Regions from separate parts of the Danio rerio genome. Here region 2 is linked to region 1. A link is a contact called in public Hi-C data. All regions are on one chromosome and are shown on one strand. Each heading gives the region's core, a stretch centred on a gene start, on an enhancer-like site or on the middle of the called end of the contact. The rest is flanking DNA. Distances are from core to core; before and after follow the strand shown.

Region 1 (5,016 bases), core at 1,480-3,979:
TTGACAAGACTTTACAATACTTGCAGACAATTTATTTGTTGTTGGAGCAAAAGATTAAAATGGTTAAAGGAAAAGATGGCAAAGAGCAGCAGATAATTTACATTTAAAGTGACAAACGCATAAACAACATGTTTTTGCTTAAACTAAAAGGGTGAATTTTAGCATAGAACAACAAATAAACACAATCTCATGGCAATTCATAACTTTTCAATTTAGTGGCTAATTAGTATTACTTTGTATGATCTCAGTGGTATATTTTAGTACAATATGCTCATTCCCTAATGAGAGGTGGGGTTTGAGTACAAAGCTTTTGAAAATTTTTATTTTGTTTTGAAATCTTTCTTTCTTTCTTTCTTTCTTTCTTTCTTTCTTTCTTTCTTTCTTTCTTTCTTTCTTTCTTTCTTTCTTTCTCCTTTGACGTATCCCAGCTCATACTGTAAGATATTAGCCACAAATTTTATCATCTGAGACAAATTTAGGAAATCCTAAAATATTCCTGAAATCCTAGGCTAAATCAATAATCTTTGACCGTTGGTTTGACATGTTTACAAACTACTGCTTGTTGCGATCAGATCTTTCCTCCGATGAAGTTATGGTAATGTCAGAAGACTTCAGACACTTTCCTGTAGTGTGATAACAGCTGCGATGAGTGTCAACCTAAGAACCAATAGCTCTAAATTTGATGACGCAAGCCATGCAATAATTAAAACGATCGCAGGGAAATGTCAAAACCATTTTTTTCTTCCTGGCTCAATTATTGAGACACGCCGTGTGCAAAGTTGCCGCTACAGATTGTTTATGTTTTCTCTGAGGAACCATTTCAGAACATGGTTTCGTGAAAATGTCCCAGGTGGTCAAACCCTGAGGGTGTTTTCTGTTGTGTTTGGCGCATCTTGGCGTTCAGTCTGACTTTATGACAGCTAAGATCTTACAGTGTGACATGATTTAAGCACCGGATGCCCTTCCAGCTGCAACCCAGTATTGGGAAACCCCATACAAACTTATTCACATACACTACAGATAATGCAGTTTATTCAATTGACCTGTACTGCTTGTCTTTGGACTGTGGGAAGAAACCAGAGCACCTGGAGGAAACCCACACCACCCAGACGTTTTCCCAAATATCAAGTAATATGAATTTATACATATTTATACAATTATTCGTACATAGATTAGTTATGTTTTCTTGTGAGATTGGGCCTGGATGATCTGTGACACCTGAGACTTATTACACTTTGCATAATATGAACACATAATATATGTGTATGTTTTTCAAACAGTGTACTCTTACCCTCAATGTTCTTGAGCACCATGTTGATCCTGTTGTGACATTCTGAATACAAACCCACCGTCACCGGAGAAGAGACTTTGGTGAGGGTTTTTGATAATGCATAAGCATATACATTATCAGAGGGAATATCCGTCACTATGATAAAAAAAAAAGTAAATAAAGTTGCCAGGTACTGTATGTTTCATGCACATTTGTGTTATTGTTGCTAAAGTACAATGATTTATACCTTTACCACTACACCTACTTCTAACCTTGCCCGTACAGTATTTGTTTTGAGGGTGAAGTCTATTTGTTTTCAATCATGAGTAACACAATGATGTTGACACGTGGGTGAAATGGGTAACAAATGTAGATAAGACCAACATTTGAAATGCAGAGCAATAAATGTGCAGTAGACCATTTTTCATAGGTTTATCTGAAAGGGCAAAGTCCTAGTTTCACTGAGGGGAAGAATAATGTATTAAATGTAAATAATAGGTGAAGGATTCTCAGATAATACAGTAAATGTGAAACATTTAGTTAGTATTTCAGGCATATGTTGTAACTATTGATTCTTAATTTTATCCTCATTCATTGCTTTGTCTTTACAGTTCTTTAATTGAAACATCCCCAAATTTACTTGGATTTTGAGCTTACAATTATTTTTTGTAGTATGTATGTACCATACCCTTTTCGATTGCCATCGGTTCTGTATTTATCAGTCTTTATAAATCACAAAACTGAGTTACATCGCCAGCCTTCCTGAAAATGAAACCACAATAGTAAGCAGTTACATTGCCATTTTCCCAAAACCTGTTGATATACTTGAACAATAATTCAATGTTCTCTTTATTAGCTCTAATAAATAAAACAAATACTGTAAAGCATTGCGTTTATTTCATCAAATTCAGCAAGTCATGCAATGTCAATTTAGCCAGGAATGAAAAGCATACCAGAGAATATGGCAAATGCATACCAATCTGCATGCTGACTGCAATGTATTAAATTGGAATGTACATAAAATATACTTCTTTAACAGTTTGTGTTGCAGTTGTGAAATGAAGCCACCATGCAAATCTCCTTGAATCCTTACTACAATGAAAAATATGATAATGAGGAAAAGAATGCCTCACCTTTTTTCAGAGTAGAATTAGCTAGCAATCCTCTAGGCACTGTTTACAGCAAAATTGCTCGTGAACTAATATCCATTCTTCGTTTCCAGATATATTTCATGTAGACAAAGAAGAAAAATGCCTTTGGTTTAGCAGATGCGGCTGAGCAGAAAGAAAGTGGAAGAGTGTGTAAACATTAACTGAGGTGGACTGAACTTTAGGCCAGTTATGAGTGAACTTTGAGAAAGATCTTAAAGTGGATTCTGTATGCAATGGCAACTCCAATATACTTTATAACTTATTAATAAAATAGCTGATATTTAGATGCTGATTGCTGCATTTATTAGTGATTGAGTCATGACACCTGACTCATTAACTTGATTAAATATTTAAAGATAAAATGCCACTGTTGTTTAATTTCTGTTGAACTTTGAACAGCTTGTAAATATAACGTAAAAGGAGCATCCACATTAATAATTCTACTTAATTTGAACTGGTACAATGTTATTGATGAATGTATTTTTGTATTGCAGGACTCAAAAATTAAGATTTTGGAAGCAAATGATGGAACTGTTGCATGTATGCTAAATATCAATACAATCTCATGACAACTTGTAACTTTTTGATTAAGTGGCTAATTTGTATGAATTTGTATCTCATTAGTACAATTTACAGTAGTACGATTAGCTTAGGTGGGGTTGAGTGCCACACCTTCTTCTTCTTCTTCTTTTTTTTTTTTTTCTTTTTAGAATATGCAAAAGGAACACACAACAACAAAAACAGATGAGAAAAAACACAAACAACAACCAGGTACTAGCAGGTGCGTGTGTTTGCATGTATGTGTGTGTGTGTGTGCATGTAAAGTTAATTAGATGGACAGGTCAGAGTGCTACTACTGATACTACAACAATGACTACCACTACTAATATTACTACTACTACAATGTCTGCTTCTAATTGTAGTAGTAGTTTTGGTTGTTGAAATAGTTGAAATAGTAGTTTTAATATATCGGCAGTAGCAGTAGACATTGTTGGTGTAGTAGTATCAAAATTATTAGAAGTTGTTGATGTAGATGTTGTACTAGCAGTAGTTATTGAAGTAGTATCAGTAGTAGTAGTGATAGAGGTTGTTGTAGTAGCACACCTTTTTAAAATTACATTTTCCTACGAATGACGATTTAGCCACTAAATTTGCAAAATGTAAAAATACTTATGTTTCCTTGTGAGATCAGACCGTAAGTATATATTAATCAAAATTTGCTGTTTTAAACATTTATTAGAATAGATTGGCAGATGTTTTTTTTTTTTTTTTTTTTTTTGCAAAAAATCTCAGAAAACCACCTACGAAAATTGTATGAGTCGTTTAAGTAATAAAATGCTAAACTATATAATAATAAGATTTGTTCTGGGATAAATGAGGGACCAGTTTTATTCTGATAGCATTATCTGAAATTGTGGGTTTGAAAAATAATAAGCTAAATAAATATAATTATAACTTTATTTAAATCATATTTTAGTTCCAACCCAATTAAAAACACTTCCTTTTTCTAGGTATACTAGAAACTTACAATGAGATATGTTGAAGGAAGTTTGAGCTAAACTATGCAGGACATCGGCCCTTCAAGATCGAGTTTGGACACCCCTGCTACAGATAAAACCCTGATTTTGTGATGGCGGCACAGTGGAACAGGTTGTCACTGTCGCCTCACAGCAAGAAAGTTAAAAGTTTCCCATGGCTCCAGTTTCCCCCACAATCCAAAAACATGCGCTTTTGGCAAATTAAATTAAGCAAATTGTCTGTAGTATATGCGAGTGTATGGGTGTTTTCCAGTACTGGGTTGCAGTTTGAAGTGCATCCGCTGCATAAAACATACACCAGAGTAGTTGGCGACAGGCATGTGATGATAACCGTTTTCAAGATATACCACGGTTTAGAAAAGTCAAGTTTTTAAAACCATCAACAATTTCTGCAATACCGTTCCGAAGGTATGTGTAGGATTTTTTTATTTCGTGTTTTTTTTGTTTGTTTTTTTAGGACAGCAGTATCTTTAGCAGACAAGATATCTAAAGATGCCATTTTAAATTGTGAAAAAAATATGTTGTGAAACAAACGAAAACAGCAGAATTTAAAAATTAATTATCCTGACATGTTTACTGCTCCAAAATATTTTAAATGTTTCTTGTTTCTTTTATTGTGTTCAAAAGAGGAAAAAAGTTTTTGTTTTCTACCCAGACATTTGAAATAATATTATTTAGAGCAGTAATCACTAATCACAATATCGTGAAACCATGAAATTTTTATCCAAGGTTATCCAACATACCATCAGAATCTTATATCAGCCTATGCCTAGTTGGCGGTTTATTCTGCTGTGGCAAACCCTGATAAAAAAGAGACTAAGCTGAAGGAAAATTAATGAATTTTATTTTATTTATTTTTTATTATTATTATTGATAATATACATTAAATGCAATGATTTTGAAATGCATACAAAACACCTCCAATAAACTAATTAAAATTTTAAATAGGGAAAAGTCAACAGCAATATTTACATCACTTTTTAACCATAATCCAGCATTTACTACTCCATTAACTGGCTAAATATTATCTTAACTCATCCATTATTTTGCATGCAGT
Region 2 (5,218 bases), core at 913-3,412, 310 kb before region 1:
AATGGGGACAGTTGCAACAATTTTTGCATTTCCTTCAGTTTCTCAGAGACAGTTTTTTGTGGAAATCCAAAATTTAAATGTAATATTTTCACATCTATTGGACAACCACCCACATCACTATGAAACGTGTGCATATGTAAATATATGCAGAATTTAAACTTGAACAGACAAAGTAAAACTTTGCAACTGACCTCAAGTAGGGAGATGCCTGTAACATTCATTAAAATGTAATAATAAACATAAAATTTTTATTTAAATCTGTAACTTCTGAAACATCAGGTTGGATTAAAAAAAAAAAAGTAAAGACTAAAATGTAATTTGGTTAAATTGTTAAATGTGTTAAATTGGCCATATAAATACAGACTATTAAAAAAAAAACAAGCAAAAACCAATTATGAGCTCTAAAAAACTGAAAATATAAACCTTTATTAAACTACTTTGGACTTGTGAATTAATCAAATAATTAAATTTTTCAAATTAGATTACATTGAAACTGTGATAAAATTAAAATTGTACTTTGTCAATATGGCAAGCTTTTAAATGAATGAGACAGCATGTTGCTACTGTTTCAACTCTACCAACCCTGATTAAACTGCCTATGCTAGAGAGATACAATAGATTTAATACTTGATACCTATACATACTTAAAGCTAAGAAAACAGTGATTTAAATTATATGAATGAGTAATTTTTCACAAAAAACAATTAGACAGTATGAGCAATACTTTAAACTGAAGGAATGGTTATGGCTGATTTCTCTCAGATTGAAGGAGGGTCTAACTGAGAATATGTAGTATGAATATCATCACTAGCACATTCCTGAATAGAGGAATAAGTATTGTTGCAACTGCCTCTTGTTGCAACCGTCCCCACTTTCCCCTATCAACAGCTGTATCCCTTCTAATTAATCATAAAAGGCTTAGATATGTACAGTCAGGGGCGGATTTAAACAATAAGCATGATAAGTGGCCGCTTTATGGCCCCAGGAAATCTGAGAGCCCCCAAATAAATATACCTATAAGTATAAATTAAATATAACATCATTTTCTATCATGTTTTGTATTATGAGGGTCTAAAAAAAACAAGTTTAATGTTTATTACATCGCAAATGTGTCCCCCACCCTCAATCACGAAGTAGACCAGCAGTCAAATTAGGTAGATTTATTTATAAAAACAAAATAGTCTGTAATTTTTAGTTGGGAATCCATTTTAAGAAAACAAATCATATAAAAGGTTTTACAAGATGCTTTACATGTTGTTGTTATTAATTTGGATTTAGATAAAATGTTGAAAAGGAGTGATACAAGAATAAAAACAGCTAAATTAATCAATAAAAATGTAAGTACAAATGGTGCATCTTAGAACTTACGAGCCCCATGGAATTGGAATTGCTTAGGGCCCCCAAATCACTAAATCCGCCCAGTGCAAACTATAATACCTGGAAAAAGTCAGAATGCAAACCAAAATGTCATAGGAAATCTGTCTGATACATTATCATAATGTTTTTTTTTTTTGAAAGACATTTTACGAAAGGGAAAACAAAACGACGCTTCAATATGTAAAATATAAAATATGTCACCAGGTGGCGCTGTTGCATAGGACAGAATTTCACAGCTGAACGTCAATGAAAACTGCTTTTCATTGCAGGAGAGACCATGCATCCAACTAAAACGTTTTCAATTCACTAGTTTTCCTCAGAATAAATTTGAGCAGCAACGTGGATATGCCTAATTGTTTCATTCAAAAGAGTTGAAAAAGAAAAGAGAAGTACACACTCCTCTGAGGTGGATTAAATAAACAAGTTCTCAATATCAATGAGCTGATGAACAGACCAAAGCTGTGCTTCTAAGCACCAGCGAAACAATACCTCTGATTCCATTATTCCGTCTCAATAGCTGAAGTGAGAACAGTAGAAAAATATTATCTGGGTGTCGCCTCGCCTCTGTCATCATTTACAATGGCGGTAATTTACATTCAGCGCCGCTAATTTCTGTGCTCTCGGGGGCCGCGGCAATTCGTCATTTCCTCGCGAGCTGCTCTTCCTCTGTGTGGAGTCTTTTCAAAATGAAACTAGCGAAGGAAATGACAGAGAACAATAAGACGCATTCAGAAAGTTCTCAAAGAGCAGCTGAAGAGGGTGGATTTGACTACAGTCCTCAGAGAAATCCTTTAACAAAGCGTGACGTCATGTCAGGGCTGTGACCTCCCTAGACTCGATCCTACGCATATTCAACCGGTAGGTTTTTAATTGCTAATTGTACTTTTATATGCCCACGGGATGACTGCTTATCAAATACAAGGAAGAACCAGTTAAATATTAATAACTGATTGTTGTCAACGTGTGTCTTTTATGCAAGCTTTTTGTGGGTCATTATATGTCCCCTCCTATTAGTGGGTTACTTTAAGGCCATTCATGATGAAAATCATCTTTAAGCTGTTTGGACAGAACTGTGTGTAGGTATAGTCTGTCCACAGTCATATTGGAGTGATATAAAGACAAGTCTTTTTTTTATTTCCTAACATTACAATAGGATTCAAATCCCTTCTGTTTTGAGGCCTACCGCAACTTGATGTAGGAATGCAATTTCCCAGCCCACCGAATGGATTGACAGCAGCGTATTAACATTTCTTCATAGTAACACGAATAATCAAATCAACAAGACAGGACACGCAAAGCAACTCTATCATCAAATGTAATCAAGATTCAATTTTAGAAGTTTAAAAAATTATTCAAACATGTTTATAATCAATTACAGCAATTTTACCATCACCACAGCTGCATGCAGGGCCGAAGTGTCCATAGGAGCAACCTAGGCAGCCGCCTACGGCAACAAAACAGTGAGGGTTGCGTCCGCGACACATCAAATACATCAAATAATCATTGGGAATGTTCTTACTGTTCTCACACACATTACGTTTAATCTGCTTCCTTCATGTCTGTCTCTCTGCTGTTTATCTGTCGCAGCACAAGACGACCCACTCTGACAGATATGGGAACGGTGACCGGGGAGAACCAGCATTAAAGGCACAGGCGACAAAAACAGCTACAAGATTCTCAGAGCTGAAAATAACATCTGAAAGGTATAATAAATAATCTGATGGGTGTTTTAACTTTTACAGACACATTGACACATTTTGACATCTTAAATCTTGAAAAGAGGGGTAAAATAGGTGTCATTTAAGCCAAAATTGTAAATTCTGTTATTAATTAATCACCCTCTTCTTGTTCAAACCTCCGAATAGGAGCATACATTATGAAATTTTAGTTGAAATAGACTGCAAAACATCTTCAAAACAGACCAAGATGTCTTCATTGGCTCTATTGGAATATTATCAAGCTACAAATATACTTATGCACATAAACTAGAATGATGACTAACAGTTTTTTTTTTTTTTTGGTAACACTTTATTCTGATGGTTTATTTGAGTATTAGTAGACTGTCTGCTTACTATCTGTTAATACTGCTCCTTCAACAGACATTTAACTGACTATAAGAAACTTTGCAAGTACATGTCAACTTACACTAACCCAAACCTAACAGTCTACTTATAATCTAATGAGAGTTAGTTTGCGTTACGGTTGTGGCCGTATATAGGTTGTATTTTGCCTCCCGTTCTCTCTCTATCGCTCTTTCTGTGCCGGTCATTTCTGATGGTCCGTCTTCATGACAGCTGATTGGTCAGGAGATCGATCCATCATCATTGGGCGATGTGGCACGGGCATATAAAAAGGACGCCAGGAAAAGCGGAGGAGATCGCTTTGTCCTTTGATCTCAATTTTTGTGTGTTTTGCTGACATGATTATGATTTTCGTTGTTTTTGCTTAACTTTCATTTGGGTAAAATTATTTTGTATTACTTTTGCCCATTTTGAGAACTGTGATTTTGGACATCTTTATTTTGATTGATTTGTTTGTTACTTCTTGGCCCAGCCCTTTACCGAAAAAATTAAGCTATATCTCCTCAAGCTCACTCTTTTCTCAGAGTTAGGTGGATAGAGAAGATGTCGACTTCCATTTTACAAACACCTAGAAAATGTATTGTTAAAGACATCAGGTAAGAGGTGAAAGGCATCTTTGTATTTCAAGAGTTCACACTTAGCTGATAATTGATAGTAAAGCTAGTTTGGCCCTGAGCTTATAAGATCCTCGAGCCCTGGGCTCCCTCCCGTTGCAAGGCGAGAGGGGAGATTGAGCTCAGGTAGATCTTGATGAGTCCCCTTCTTGCTTGTTGTAGCTAAGTGTCGGATATGTATGCTAAAAAGGTGTAATCAGAGTTTAGCTAATGTATTTGGATTAATTGTTTAGAGTGCTTGTTTTTGAACAGTGGGAGGAAACCGGAGGACCCGGGGAAAACCCACGCGACCACGGGGAGAACGAGCAAACTCCGCACAGAAATGCCGTCTGGTTTGGAAAGGAATTAAACCAGGGGCATTCTTGCTGTGAGGCAACAGCGCTAATCGCTGGCCTCCGTGACGCCCGTTTGAAAGGAGGGAAAGTAGGGTTGGGTGGGAGGGTTTCTTCTAGACTAAGATATTGAGATGAGAAAAGTCTGGTTATTTATAGTGAGTTAAGGATCGTCTGATAGGATAATCATAAGCACGTGATCCTCTCGAAATTTGTTTATGAATAAACTTCACTTATTTTATTCTACAGTTCAGTATAGGGAAGAATATGGCGTGCAGCGCTTAAGACTTTTCTTTTCATCTGTTTCTAGTGAGGCAAGGGGTCATTCATGAGTTAGAATTGTTTTGTTATATTTCCTTTTTTTGTTTGGCTTCACTAACGTCCCCTTACTCTTTAGTTGAACAAATGTTTGTTTGATAATAAGTTTGAATTTGCTACTTTATCACATTCTTTTTATTGTTGTAAATATTTATCTGTTTTGAATATATATTTGGGCATTATTCTGTTTTCACTTTTGTACATTAAATCACTTTATTTGGCAGTTCTGTTGTCAGTGTCTTTTGCTTACACCCTCATATTGTGAATTCACCACACATTTAAATGTTATTCCTTTTACCCTAGACTAACAAGTTGGCCTGTACTGTAGATGCAATGTAACTTAATTCAAGGAATTGACCATCAAAATAAAGTATGACATTTTTCTCTCCTTTAGTGTCATTATAGGGTGCATATTCATGAGCACGATGCACTGCTGTATACCCCGGATGCCCACTTACAATTTCTTCTGTTTGAAACAAAGCACAGGCGCATCTAA

Evidence for each region. A called contact is a pair of places that touch in the nucleus more often than the background predicts.
Region 2: a contact with region 1 is called in a Hi-C map of fibroblasts, with 4 times the contacts expected there. The contact joins the enhancer-like site here to the promoter of nkpd1 in region 1. A contact is called at or near these places in 4 of 18 Hi-C or Micro-C datasets (embryo, fibroblasts and hematopoietic stem cells) and 1 of 4 datasets of contacts at active chromatin or transcription factors (caudal fin).

What each region holds. Positions count from the first base shown.
Region 1 is chr11:35,569,089-35,574,104 of GRCz12tu, reverse strand. It overlaps nkpd1 (NTPase, KAP family P-loop domain containing 1), which reads right to left and starts at 2,729. Exons shown (of 5, transcript XM_009306163.5): 1 at 2,404-2,729; 2 at 1,959-2,032; 3 at 1,292-1,426. The coding sequence starts at 1,974.
Region 2 is chr11:35,880,700-35,885,917 of GRCz12tu, reverse strand. All of the region lies in intron 2 of thsd7bb (thrombospondin, type I, domain containing 7Bb), which reads right to left. Among named protein-coding and RNA genes, the nearest start is that of lims1, 24 kb to the left of the region's middle. Within about 2 kb of position 2,162, at least 18 of the 62 cell types and tissues checked have an H3K27ac peak or open chromatin away from gene starts, as enhancers often do.